2 separate regions of the Arachis hypogaea genome follow, and region 2 is linked to region 1. A link is a contact called in public Hi-C data. All regions are on one chromosome and are shown on one strand. The core of a region is the stretch at or near the end of the contact, and the rest is flanking DNA. Distances in the headings are between cores, read along the strand shown.

What was found. A called contact is a pair of places that touch in the nucleus more often than the background predicts.
Region 2: a Hi-C map of leaf shows a contact between it and region 1, with 2.1 times the contacts expected there. The contact joins the enhancer-like site here to the promoter of LOC112715412 in region 1. A contact is called at or near these places in 2 of 8 Hi-C or Micro-C datasets (both in leaf).

Annotation. Positions count from the first base shown.
Region 1 is chr10:25,000,512-25,007,858 of arahy.Tifrunner.gnm2.J5K5, reverse strand. It overlaps LOC112715412, which reads right to left and starts at 3,815. Exons shown (of 5, transcript XM_025767180.3): 1 at 2,867-3,815; 2 at 2,610-2,733; 3 at 1,120-1,234; 4 at 1-577. The coding sequence starts at 3,068.
Region 2 is chr10:25,053,511-25,060,857 of arahy.Tifrunner.gnm2.J5K5, reverse strand. It overlaps LOC112715415 (auxin transporter-like protein 1), which reads left to right. Exons shown (of 9, transcript XM_025767182.3): 5 at 1-180; 6 at 776-873; 7 at 1,497-1,704; 8 at 2,519-2,776; 9 at 4,042-4,499. The coding sequence ends at 4,269. Among protein-coding and RNA genes, the nearest start is that of LOC112715415, 5.4 kb to the left of the region's middle. Within about 2 kb of position 3,882, at least 2 of the 3 cell types and tissues checked have open chromatin away from gene starts, as enhancers often do.

The DNA of each region.
Region 1 (7,347 bases), core at 2,566-5,065:
CAGTAGCAGGCTGTCTTGATGTTGCAGTAGCAGGCTGCCTTGATGTTGCAGAAGCTGGCCTGGAGTTTGAAGGAATCTTAATTGAAGACGAAGAAACATTGAGTTCACTTGATGGTGTCAATGGTCGCCGAGTAGGGGTAGATGCTCTTGATGTGGACCTGGAAGGAGGCAAAGTAGGTCGGCTAGTTGGTGTTGATGATCTTGCTGTAGATCTTGACAAAGGGGTAGAGGATCTCGATGGAATGGTGGATTTAGCTGCAGGAGTTGCGATCTTAGTAGCAGAGGTGGAAGTCTTGGTGGCAGAAACTGCCGACCTGTTTGTGGAAATTATAGTCTTGGATGTAGGAACTGTGGTCCTAGATGAAGATAAAGTAGCCCGAGTAGGTGTTGAAGGCCTTGATGGTTTTGAAGTTGTGGTCAAGGTAGGACGGCCAGTAGGAGTTGCAGGCCGTGATCCAGGACCTCCTGACGAAGATGGCCTCCTTGTTCCACCACTTGAAGAGCTCAATGGGGAGGAAGCTGATTGTTTAGATACTAAGTTTGTCCTGCCAGCAGGCTCAGACTGAGGATTTGCCAACTATAAAACCACAAGGAAACAAATATAAGAAAAAAAATACCTGAAACTAAAACAGACAACCAAGCTTTATCCCAGTTCGTGGCATCAGAAAAATAGAAAAATCAATGCAATTGGACTAAAATGTTTCAGCAAAGCACTAAAAGAACCCTACTTTATTATTTAAAAAAAAAAAAAACAGTACAACAATAGAGCATCAACAATTTTCTTATCATTATAAAAGGTAAAAACCAAGACTTATAAATTTACTCGAAGGTAACAATGAGATCAATGCATATTTGCCATAGTGCGGCACTCAAAGCAAGGGGTTCTTAGGGAATACATATAATAAGTCATTTCTAGTCAAATCACCTTTTTCAGCTTAAAGTCAAGTTTGTCAATTGTAAGGATACTGCAAAATAATGACATTCAAACAAAAGTTCACTCAAAATACGAACTTATAAGGAAAATTACAATTTCATTAACAATGTCAAATCAGATACAAATGGTGAATGCCTGCCATTTGATTGATAAGACAATTCACATGATCTGAAGTAGCTGCTTACTCTAGATTTTACTGCTGTGGGACGTGCGGCTGGAGTTCCAAGCTGACTCATAACAGTCTTTCGAGATTCCATCTCCAGAGATGGAAAAAGAGGAGTACCAGGAGGAGTTAAAAGCCTGAAAAGATTAACAATAACCATGATAAGTGTCAATTCAAACAACAATCATCACTAGCATATACATAACTTAAACAGGCGAAGTCAGTTACAAGTGTAGGAGGACAGATACTAAATTACATGTGGTAACAGAAACCAGCAATATTAATAGCAGTTAACTATTTAATTTCCAGATAGTTTAACTAATTTTTAAGCTTTTGTTTTAAGTGGTAATTTGGTCAGTTTTAGAGTTCTGATGTCTTATTTGTAAACCCGAAAGATTCTTAACTGTGCTAATGGGTTTCGAATTGCATTCTTAACTGTAATTTTGGGACCAATAAAAGAATTAAGCTAGAAGGTCATGTTATTGGAAAGATCTTAGCAAGCATGGTAAAGCCTAAGCGTTGTCCCAAATGATTCATCCAGTGTATGGAGACCTTTTTCTTGAATCTTGAATGCAGAATAATTAAGAATCTGTTGCTTTCCAAATTGGCTAACAAATTCATTTCTCATCAAAGCATATAAGTTAGCCATATGCTTCTCAAATTTTCTATTCAAATTTTATTATGGGGACTGCCAAAAAATCGACTAACAATGCCTTTATCATCATAATTATGAAAACTTAAAAAGTGGATAAGCAATTGAAAAAAAGTGTATAGTAAAATAAAGAAAAAAGCAACCACAACCTCATCATCCCAACCTACAACTAATTCTTAACAGTTTTTAAAGATCTTTTTGAAAAAAATTTGAAATTTGTCCATTATTCTACATTATTCTCTATTTCTTTGGGAGATGAACAAGAACTCAGATTCATCTTTTGAGAAAGAGTTGCACAAGCTGTTGTTGCTTCCAAGTTGAATTAATCATTTTCAGATATCAAGAGCTTCATTTTATCATTTTCTCAAAGAACAGAATGTGTTCTGACTTTTTGTGAAGAATTTCAAAACTACTCACTTGAAGAAAGTCACTATTTATAATCACATCAAGCCTTGAAACAAGCAGGGTTCAAGGTAGAAGGGACATCACATCTACTTCCCCCAAAAAGGAGGAAACTCAAATAACAAAATCAAAATCCATATACTTATACATATGAAATATCGTTTGGTGTAATATGGAAATGAAAGCAGCCAACACCAACAATGGTACCGTGTATAACTCAGAAAAATATGACAATAGTGAAAATCTATGCAAGACAGGGTCGGATACCGGCAAAAACACTGTTAAATTGAAAAACAATGCTTAGGGATCTAAGGTCCCATAAAAAGGAAAAAGAAATGTCAACAAAAGAAACTTAAAACTCCATAATTGACACTAATAAACACGATGGCAATTGGCAAGCAAGATAAACGCGTTGGATAAAAATTAGGCAAGCCATAAATAGAAAGGTAAGAACATACCAGTCATAATCATTTTTATCATTTTCAGAATTGAGAAAATCATCAGCACCGGTCTTCCTCATAGGTGCCGGCGTTGATGAAGAAATGTTGAATATTGGAGAAGTACTCAGATTCGAATTTGAACCTGCAAACCATTAATCTCGAAATAATAACTTATCCAAGTTCAAAGGCCACTAATCTCAGTCAACTAAAGTCATCTAAACATTAGAAAATAATTAAAAAAAAAAACGAAGAAACTCTGAACATGAAATCTATACCGAGAGCTGAATCGAACTCTTCTGAGGTGTGAAGCAGAAGATCGTTGCGCTCCTTCTCACGTTTCTTCATCTCAAGGAACAATGCGAGTTCCTCGTCCTTCTCTTTCGCGGCAGAAGAACCCCTCAAACCCCCAAATTGTTGCTGCCTCTGCTTCAACGCACCTTGCATTTGCGATTCTTGAGCCCTGAAACTGCGATTCATCTCCTAAAATCGAAAACTCCACGAACCCTAGGGGCAAAATAGTAACTACAAAAAACCCTTCTAAAAAAGCCCCAATCCAAAAGCCACAAGAACCTAACTCACTTCTCTTTTTCCTTTTTCTCGGTAACGTCACCCGAAAAGAAGGTTCCAACAACCGAACGCAACGGGAGCTGAACGAGAAAATGAATCTCACTTTCTCGCGCGCGCTCTCTCTCTCTCTCTCTCTCTCTCCCGAAGTTCGAATCTGTTCGAGAAAATCGAAGATGCTCTTTTCTAGCTGGAACAAAACGGCATTGTAGCTTAAAGAAAAAAATAGGAAAAACCGAAACTCTTTTACACTCTAGAGAAGAAGCGTTGGAGCTGAAACCGCCATTGTCGCGTGGCGAAGGTGAGAATGAGAAGCGCGTGCGAGAAGAGAGAGATCGGGAAACGTAAAACTTTAGCTAACCGGTGAGGAGAGAGAGAGATGAGAGTGAGAGAAAGGAGAGAGAGGAAGTGGCACTGTGTTGTAATTGCAAACGAAGGTTGGAGGGCAAGATTGAGAATATAGGATGAACAGAAACTGTAACAGCTGTTGTTGGTCCTGTCTTCTGACGCCACGTTTTGCGTTGGGGTGTGTAATTACGGTAGTACCCCTTATGCTGTATTCCTTGTTTTGAATTTTAGCAATAGTGTGTCTTTGTAGCCATTCGCATTCTTGTTTATGCCCGTGAGACGGTGAGAGAGTAGGCTTTGACGAATGGTCTTAATTAATTGTTTTAAGTAAAACTTTTAACCCCGCCAAAAAAAGAAAATAAAAAATAGACAATTTATATTTATACGAATAAAACAAATAGTCAATTTTTGAATGAAAAATATATAAATTTGGATGTACATGTACTTGCGTTTAAGAATTCGATTAATATATAACCAGTTATAAATCAATTTTAAATTTGTTATTCAATTTTATTCGATTCAGATCACCCTCTTGGATATGAATAGGGGTGTAAGTTACCGAACCAGATCGAAAATTATCGTAGAATCGAGCTGAATTTTACAACAATCGATTAGAAAATCAAAAAAATCGGTTTTTTATTTTTTTGAACTAAATTGATCGGTTTGGTTCGATTCTCGGTTGACTCGACAGAAATTGAACCAAACCGGACCGAACCGAAGAATGAGGGTTCAGTAATGTGTGTTTTTACTTTGTTGCCCTTTAACCTAGGTATTTAAGGGACACTCAGCCACAACCCTAGCTTTTTTCTTCTCCCTTTACGCGAATCCTAAACGGCTCACCCACAAAAAACTTTTCTCTCCCATTCTTCCACGGTTCCACCTCCGACCTCCATGCTTAAGAGAAGGAGAGCCTGAGGGAGCCAGAGAGTGTTGTTCAGTGTCCACCATCAAGGAAGTCGCCAATCCTTGCTCGAAGGCGTTCATTCATCATCGTCGCAGGGTCGCCGTCGCTGGGTCGCCGTCGCAACAAAGCCAAAGCCGAGCAGCACTCCAACCAGTCCGTCGCCACATTCGCCGAGCAGCAGTCCGTCGCCGAGCAGCAATCCAGTCGCCAAGCAAGACTCCAGTGGCCGAGCAGTCCAACTCGAGCAACACTCCTGTCACCAAGCCCTCCCCTGCAAAAAGCAACTGAACTGAAGAATGTCTTCTTCGGAGGGTAGAGTTTGTGCTTGGTTTTTTTACAGTAAATAATGTATATATTGTCAACAAAATCCTAGTCTGCAATATTTTTAATGATATTTGTACTTGATTTAGTGGGATTTATAGTGATATTGTACTTGATTTAACATGAATAATTGTTTTTAGAAATTCTATTTGCGGTTCTGTTTTTAGAAATTCTGTTTGTGGGATTTTTAGTGAGTTGTACTGTTATGTGAGTTTCTTATCTTTTAATTTCTTCCAATTTACTTTTGTTTTGGTTATTTCTTATTTTCTGTGAGTGTTGTCCACTTGTATAGGGTAGCTTTCCAATTTATCAACCATGAATGATATCAATTTTCCTCTATCTCATTTTCTCTCGAATTCTGGTTAAGTGTTTATCAAATCAAGTTCTTGTATCTTTTATTCCTAGCCTTGCCGTAAGTCCATTGGATCCTTTAGGTTCCTTGAGATTCATTTATTTTTTTTCTTAATCTAAGTTTTGTATTGCCTGCATCAAGAATTCACAGGATCATGCATCGCTTTCTTTTTTTATTTTCATTTTTTTCCTGGATGAAAAATAGAGACATTCATTGAATACATTGCTTGTGAAATAATAACTTGCCTTCTAGTTGTTAGAATATGTTAGCATTACTTATGTATCCTACGTTTCAATTCATAAACACGAATAGAGAAATGGGGAAAAAATAAATTAGTTATGGTTCTGTTTATGAGCTGCTTTGGTTTTGCTTATGAGTTGTGTATCAGCTGCTTATGTCTTAAATTGGTTTTGCTTATCAGTTGCTTTAGTTGTACTGTTATGAGTTGCTGTGGTTTTGTTCTGTATATATATGGCTGTATATAATTAAAAATGCTAATTTTTCATAAGCTGCTTATGAGTTGTTGTGGTTTTGTTGCTGGAAACAAAACTTTTGGTGTTGTTCATGAGTTAAAAATGCTAATTTTTCATTGTTCTGTTTATATATATGCATCCAACAAGCAATGAGGTGCCCAATAAGTGGACGCCTGAAGTTGGGGGTGAAAATGTTGAGTTCGTGGTACGTTCTTCAACGGACAGCGGTGTGCTTACCAAACCCCCACCCCATCCTAGATCAAAGAAGTGGAAGGTTGACTCAACTAATGTGGGTGCAATTCCGGGAGCAACTCCTACAATTCCAGCTCCAAGCACTGTGGAAACTAATAAAGAGGATGGCAAGGATGAAGCTAATGAAGGTAATAGAAAACCTTCTAGACCTAGATCTTGGACTTGGAAACACTTTACAAAGGATCCTAAGTCCAAGCCATCACATCCTAGGGCTAAATGTAATTGGTGTGGTGCATCATATGCATGTGACTCTCATAGAAATGGTACAACTAATATGCGTTATCATTTGTTGAACCAATGTAAAAAATTTTCTAGGAACTCGGGTGACCCTAGTCAAATAATCCTTACCTTCCAACAAAAAAAAGGGGTGAAGGGGTATTTACTGCAGTTACTTTTGATGCTGAAATGTGTAGAAAAGCCCTTGCTAGGATGATAATTATTGATGAGCTACCGTTCAAGTTTGTTGAGGGTGGGGGATTCAGATTCTATATGAGTATTGTGCAACCTAGATTTCCACTTCCAGGAAGGATTACTGTTGCTAAGGATTGTTGGAATCTTTATATTAGTGAGAAGAATAGGTTGAAAACTGTGTTCAAACAACCGAATCAATCTGTTTGTTTAACTACTGATTGTTGGACTTCTGTGCAAAATCTGAATTATATGTGTCTCACTACTCATTACATTAATCATGATTGGAAATTACAAAAGAGGATTATCAATTTTTGTCTTATTAAAAACCACAAGGGAGAAATAATTGGTAGAAAAATTTAGAGATGTCTTTTGGGGTGGGGGATATCTAGAGTGTTCACAATTATTGTTGATAACGCTAGTTCTAATGATACTGCAATATCTTATCTAAGAACTAGAATGGAGGATTAGAATTTACATCCTTTGAAAGGAGAGCATTTGCATGTTAGGTGTTGTACACATATTCTTAATCTTGTTGTTAATGATGGATTGAAAGAGATGCATGAATCTATTAGCAAGATAAGAAATGCTATTAGATATGTGCGTGCTTCCCCTAGTCGTATGAATAGGTTCAAAATTTTCATTAAGGAAGCTAGGATACAAGACAAGTGTACTGTTCAACTCGATGTTCCCACTAGATGGAACTCTACATACACCATGCTTGAAAGTGGTTTGAAGTTTCAAAAGGCGTTCAAGAGGCTAGGGGAGAGAGATACAGAATATGCTCTAATGCAAGGTGGTATTCCGAGGAATATTGATTGGGACAATGCAAAACACTTTATGGAATTCTTGAAAATTTTTCATGATGTTACAAACAGTGTGTCTGGTAGTTTGCTTGTGACTTCTTCTCAATATTTTCATGAGTTTTGTAAGATTTTGCGAGTGTTCAAGGCTTCTTGTGGTAGTCGAGATCCATTACTTGGGAGTATGGCTGAGAGGATGAAGCTTAAGTATGACAAGTACTGGGGTAACATAAAAAATATCAATATGATGATTTTTGTTGCTGTGGTTCTTGATACTAGATACAAGTTGAAGTTTGTGAACTTTAGTTTTGAAAAGCTATGTGATAAGGAT
Region 2 (7,347 bases), core at 2,633-5,132, 53 kb before region 1:
ATATACTATATAAATGATAAATTGGACAAGAGGACTTGGACCTACATTTTCGGAGCTTGCTGTGCTACCACAGTGTTCATACCATCATTCCATAACTACAGGATTTGGTCCTTCCTTGGCCTTGGCATGACCACCTACACTGCTTGGTATCTCACCATTGCTTCCATTGTTCATGGCCAGGTAATTAAGCAACCCCATCCAAGTAATCTTTTAATTAATGTATGAAATACGTAGGGTATGTTTGGGCGATATTTTAAAAAAGGATTTTTTTAATGATTTTTTTTAAAAAAATTTATAAAATAAAAGTAATTTTATGTTTGAATATCTTATGTAAAAAGATTTTTTTATTTATTAATCATATTTGGATAATATAAGATAAAAATATTTTTGTTGTTTATTTATTATATGAAAAATATCTTTATTTTTTTAAAGAAAAAATCTTTTAAAAAAAATAAATTATATTTTCTCAAAAAAGATATTTTTTTTAATATTTTTATTTTTATTATTAAAAATCTGCCAAACATATTAAAAAATAAAAAAATTATTTTTTTAATTTAGTGACACTTAAACAAGCATATAATATTTATATAAAATATCTAAAAGATTAGTTTTGTTGGACGAAAATAATAAAATAATAAAATATAGCCCAATTGACTATTGAGTCCACTGGCTAAACAGAGATTTGCTTTCTAAATATTTTCAAATGGTTTCGCTAGATCTCATAAAGCCTCCATTAAAAAAAAAAAAGATAAAATAAATAAATTTAATGATGCAGGTAGAAAATGTGACCCATTCGGGCCCATCCAAAATGGTATTGTATTTCACAGGCGCCACAAACATTCTCTACACTTTCGGCGGCCACGCCGTCACCGTGTAAGTCCCCTTTTTATTTTTGATATTCCACTGAGACGTTTCCTTATTATTTTGCTCATTAAGTTAGACAAAATAATAATCACATTGTTCTTTATGTACTTAAATATATAGTCCAATTCACACATCATTAGTGGCGTTGGATAATTTCATTTCACAGAGCCACAGACTCTTTCTTCAATTGCGGCCTTTTTTGCTTGCATTTCCAATGGCACTTTCGTAAATAAGACAAACTGTATATCTGGCACTTTTGAACCGCATTGCATTACAATTAGTATGTCTCCATGTCTTTGGCTTAGTGTTATATATAATAATCTGTCACAACCATGACAAACAAAAAATTGAATCTTTATTGAAATTTTAAAGTGAAGCCCTGACCCCACAATGTCTCAGTTGCACCTACTTAAACCTATAAAATGAAGAAAATTTTGTGACATTTTTACTGTCTCTCATTATGCGCGTGGAAATTTTTTATGATTGCACAATTTCTTGATGTAACTAAGAATTTTTTCGATTCTTTTTTCAAGTACAGCTCATTGATTTTTGACCAAACAATTTCACCTTTTTAAGATTAAAGTTGTAGTGAAATACTAAGATATGATGATGACTATGACTATTATTGGCAGGGAAATCATGCATGCAATGTGGAAGCCACAGAAGTTCAAATATATCTATCTTTATGCAACTCTTTATGTGTTCACCCTAACCCTACCATCTGCCACTGCCGTTTACTGGGCCTTTGGTGATCAACTCCTGGACCACTCCAACGCCTTCTCCCTCCTCCCCCGGAACGGTTGGCGCGACGCCGGAGTCATCCTAATGCTCATTCACCAGGTCCACATTTAATTCATTTCCCTTGAGCTACCTAGCTTGCTTGACGAATCACAAATTCTAAATGGATTTCTCTTTCTGGTTAAAAATAATTGTCATTCTGAAAATATTAATAGTGTTTTAGTAATTTTTTTAAACCAATTATTTAGTTTTTTGATTGGTTTACAAATGGCTAATGTAACGTTAATATGAACTTAGTGTAAAAAAGAACATGACCAAATGACCCCCCAAAAAAAAAAAAAAAAATCAGACGTGTTTGGTTTATATTTTTTTAGTCTTTTTTATTTTCGAATTTTGAAAAGAAAATGATATAATAAAATTAGTTTTTAAGTTTTTCTTCAAAAAAAACCCGAAAAATGGAAAATAAAATAAAAACTAGACCTATTTGGTTTTAAAATATATATTACTTTGATTTTTAATGTTTTATATTTTCACAATTCTATAAAGAAGAAAAAAACCGTATTTCTGTTTCCTATTTTTAGTTTTATCCTCGCAAAAATTCTAAAAACAGAAATAAAAATAAAAACACAAATCAAATGAAATCTAAAATAAGCCTATTTTCAAGATTTTATAAAGAATAAAAATATAACAATGAAAACAATAAAATTGTATTTTTACTGTTTTTAGTTTCCTTCTTTACGAAAAGTTCTACAAGAAAGAGCCATTTAAAATGCTCAAAAAAAAAAAAGGGAACTAATGAGGCCTAGCAAGGCAAGGGCTTTAGTAACAAAATATGAAGTATAAATAATATAACACATATGCTTGTAACTTAATGTTATAATCGGGGTATTTACTAACCTATGCATAATTGAGACAGTTCATCACATTTGGATTTGCCTGTACGCCATTGTATTTTGTGTGGGAAAAAGTGATAGGGATGCATGACACAAAGAGCATATGTTTGAGGGCATTAGCAAGGTTACCAGTGGTAATACCAATATGGTTTCTGGCAATAATCTTCCCATTCTTTGGGCCTATAAACTCAGCTGTGGGTGCTCTCTTGGTCAGTTTCACTGTCTACATCATTCCTGCCTCTGCCCATATGCTCACTTTCAAGTCTGCCTCCTCTAGACAGGTAAAACACAAATCCTTACCTTTTTGTGTCTACCACTTAATGTTCACTTTGCTCCCACATTTTAATAAATTAAATCCTCCAAGGAACTAACTTCACTTATGTCCCTCAAAGGGCTTATTTGACCTCTGACTCCTTACAACATTTTTATATGAGAAATTATACAAAATTATTTTAGCACTTTTATACTTCATAAAATATTACTCCATCCCTTGAAAAGATATCATGTGTAATATGACTTAACTTCAAGAGAAATTACTCAAATTAGTAAAATTTAATCTTTTAGTATTGCCCAAAAAGAAAATTTCTTTGACAATATAATAAATTTAGGTTGTGTTTGTTTGATGTGATTACCCACATTAATCTTTAAAGCAAAAAAGCTAGCTATAGAGAGGACTAAGATAATAACAATAACAAATAAATAAATAAAAAGAGGAGTACGTTGGGAATCCATGACTTCCAATTGGTTGACCAGCATATAAATGTATTCTTAATACTCTTTTGGTGGTGCGGTGTGTATGTGTTTCGAGGATATCATTCCAGCTTCACTATTTTTAACCTGCAACTGACTTTCTATCTCCAAGACGGTATAAGTCCCAATCCCACTATTTCTATTTTCTATCATATCCGAATTTGGAAAAATTATTGAGACAAGATATGGTTGGTGTCTTTTCTTTGTCATTTAGATAGTTATATGCTATAATCTTTAATACCAGTAGTGACCCTAACCCTAACCATAAGCTAGGTTCGCTAATCACTCTTTTAAGAAATCTGATATAGATTTCGTTTGATTGGGTATTGAACCTACATCAATTAAGTCAGATACCTTATCTTATGATGGGAGAGTGAATCGACTCAAGTGGAAGAATAGAAAAATTTCAAGTGTATCACATAATTAAGTGTTCTAGTTGTTTTAACCATTAATTTCTGTCATATTATATATATATAATTGAGATTAATGGCTAAAATAAGAGAAACAGCGGTAAATATTCCCCAAGTAAAATAACACTTTTAACAATGGGTTGGATCATGTCTAAACCTAACTCCTTAAAGTGACCCTACATAGTAGTCACATCACTATACTAGATTACTATCCCATCCTAAGTCCAAACAGGCATTCATGCCAGCAAGTTAGCTACTACATTTGCACTACTTCTGACTATCAAGTATCAACAATTACAAAACAAGCTTACTAATTTTTCAAGGATCTTTCTTTTATAATTTTTTTTTAATTTTTAATTGATGATATTTTGGTCTTTTTTGAACAGAATGCTGCAGAGAAATTGCCATGGTTCATCCCTAATTGGACAGTCATGTACATAGTCAACGCATTTGTGGTAGTATGGGTTTTTGTACTGGGCTTTGGGTTTGGAGGGTGGGCCAGCATGACAAATTTCATCAAGCAAGTGGACACATTTGGGCTTTTCGCCAAATGTTATCAATGCCCACCAAAAATCATACCTTCCAAAAATCATACTATTACTATGTATCACTAAGTTAAAAAACATATTGATCCAAAAAAAAAAAAGTTAAAAAACATAGGACTATATTATCCTAGCTATATATCTTTTGAATAAATTTTCATATCATAGATACATTATGGTGAATGATTATGATTAATTATAAAACTTATTGTATGTACCTAGAAATAGGGACATCAAAATCAAATCAAAGTAAAGACATGCACGAAATTTTCTAATAATATTTTCCAGCCCTTTAAATGACCAATATAATCATTCGCCCCCAATAACGATTATTATAGACAGCCGTTAATAGTGATATAGCTTTGTATGATTTTGTGTGGGCCCTACTATTTTTTTGTTTGGGCCCTACTTTTTTTGTTGAATGATATAAACAAAATTGAATAGGAGTATTGCAGTGAATTTGCCTCACATGGCTAGCAAGTCCATTTAAAGTGAAAAATAAAGAGGAGTTTTGTTACATGATTGATGGACAAACTCAAAATAGAAGCTCATGACTTCATAAGCTAAAAGCCTAAAAGGGTTATTGGAGTATTATTGATAAGGATGAGTTGGCGTCTGTCGCTTTGAAAATCTTTTCACCGCTGCTTTAGTTTATTATTATTTTTATCTTTATATCGAGATCAACTAAGAAATTAATTTTTTTTAATATTAGCTAATTTTTTAAGTTAAATTATAAATCTTAAATTTTAAATTCTAAATTTTAAATTTTTAATTATAAATTTAAATTCTAATAAAGATAAGGATTAAAAATGTAATTTTATATAAAGAATTTACTAATATAAATTTGTTAAAAATTAATTTCTTATATTTAATTTTTTTATTTTTGTTGGAATAGTATTAAAGTATTATTAAATTAGTATTTATATTTAAATTTAAATATTAAACGGTTATCTTTTTTTTTTGGCATTGTTTAAGGCCTATAAATAAGTTAACACTTTTATCATATCATGTACATAGTAGATACACATGGTAAATAAATATACATATATCATTTTTAACGTGTTATCAAAACTATAGCATCCAATAGTATGAGATTGTTGCCCAAATTCTCTATTGAGGGCAAATTTTGTTCATGTATATAACACCCCATTTTTTTTTATAGCTTTTGTTTGATCACCAGTTTTTTGTTGCCCAAATGGTGTTGTTATGCACTTCACACTTAGGGCCGACAATATATATTTTATTTGCGAAAATTTAATCTAACTCAATCTGATTAGATAGAATTATTTATCCTGTTTATTTGATTTATTGCGAATAAGTTAGAGTGCAGATTTAGGATATACTTTATCTTTTTTTATTCGCACCTCTAATATATTATATGATATATATTTAAAAATTTAATATGAATTAAAGAAAGTGGGTATTAAACCCATAATTTTTTTTTTCTTTTTTTTTTAACATCAAAGTAACCATTTAACTAATTATTTAAATTACTAATTTAGTATGTTTGTTATTTAAAAAGTAATGTTGGAAGAAATAAAAGTTAGAAAAAGAGTGACAAAATATTTATCTTTGTTTATATTATTTTAATTTTATTAAGAACTTAATGATCATGCTATTTGTAATTTTATGTTAGATTTCGTTAAAATTTTATTATTTTTAATTTTAATTTAAACTTTGTTTTTTATTTTCTATTTTATTAGTATGTATGAAATATGGAATGATTGAATTTTATATTTGTTTGAAAAAAATTGATTTTTTTGTGGATAGAGTCGGACATGATAGGATTGAGAACTTTAGGATGCGAGTAAGGTTAGGGTTAAATTTTAAGAAAGTTTTCGATCGACGAATAGAATTAAGATAGAGTCCAAACCATATCCTAGTCATTGCCATTTCTACTCACACCTTGATACACCACTCAAGTAGTTCAACTCCCAAAAAAAACCTTTGTCCCCTTACATGTTTTATCATCATGTCACCAAGTCTAAGTTTACGCAATTCCATTTGCATCTCAAGTTTGAGCAATTTTACTTGTTAGAGATTTTTGCAGTTCAATATGTACCACAAGTTTCTGTAATTTTATCTGCATTTCGAATTTTCAGCCGTTTTATTTGTTTTCAAATTTTTTCAGTTTTGTCTACTTTCTAAATTTATGTAGTATCGCTTATTTTGAATTTTTAACAATTCCGTTTGGATGCAAAATTCTCACAATTTTATTTATATGTTGATAAATTTTTGTACTTTAGTATTGAAATTCAAGATAGTCATATTAACTCTAGTTGAATTTAAAAAATATTAAAATAATATCTAAATATTAATTAGATTAGTATTTAAATTTGAATTTATAGAGAATTATCCTTCTAATTTCTTTTTTATTTGGTTAACACGTAAATAAATGGTACCTTTTATTATATCATATACATAATAATAAATATACAAATATATTTTAATTTCTTCTAGCTTTCTAATTTCTTTTTATAAACAATGCACTAAAGCACTAAATAGAAAGATAACTCTAAGAGTAACTACTCTAAGATAGCATAAAACAAATGTGCAAGTTGACAACTCATCAACCTTAATCTTATTATCCACAAGTTAAGAATCTCTCAACCCTAATATTATGTTAATGTACTTGATCAGAATTTATCAATTTGACAGAAAATGGTCCATTTATTATCAATCTAGTTCGGTTCCCTATTAGGACTGAACTTGCAAGAGATTCGATCAACTTTGATCAAATTCACATAAGCTGGTCATGTTGGGTGTTGGCAGAACTCATTGTGTTGCTTATCTTGTGAAATTATTCCAAAAATGGAAACTAACAATGTGTTTGAAATAAATATTGATTTTATTTTATTTGAAATGAGTTGAATTGAAAACAAATTATTGTGTTTGGAGTTAATGACATAAAATAAGAATTAATTTTATTTAAAAATAAATATAATGTCTAACTTTATATTTTTAGTCTTTATTTACAACACAAACTGTTAATATCATTAAAAGCTACATGTTAGCCGGCACAACTGTCCAAGGGGTTAGGGTGGCGTGACATGAAGTCATTTCAATTTTAACTAATTCCTTTAAAAATGGAGAAATTTGAGTATAGTTGACCAGACCAATTGACCAGAATGCTTAACATCAAATTATTTC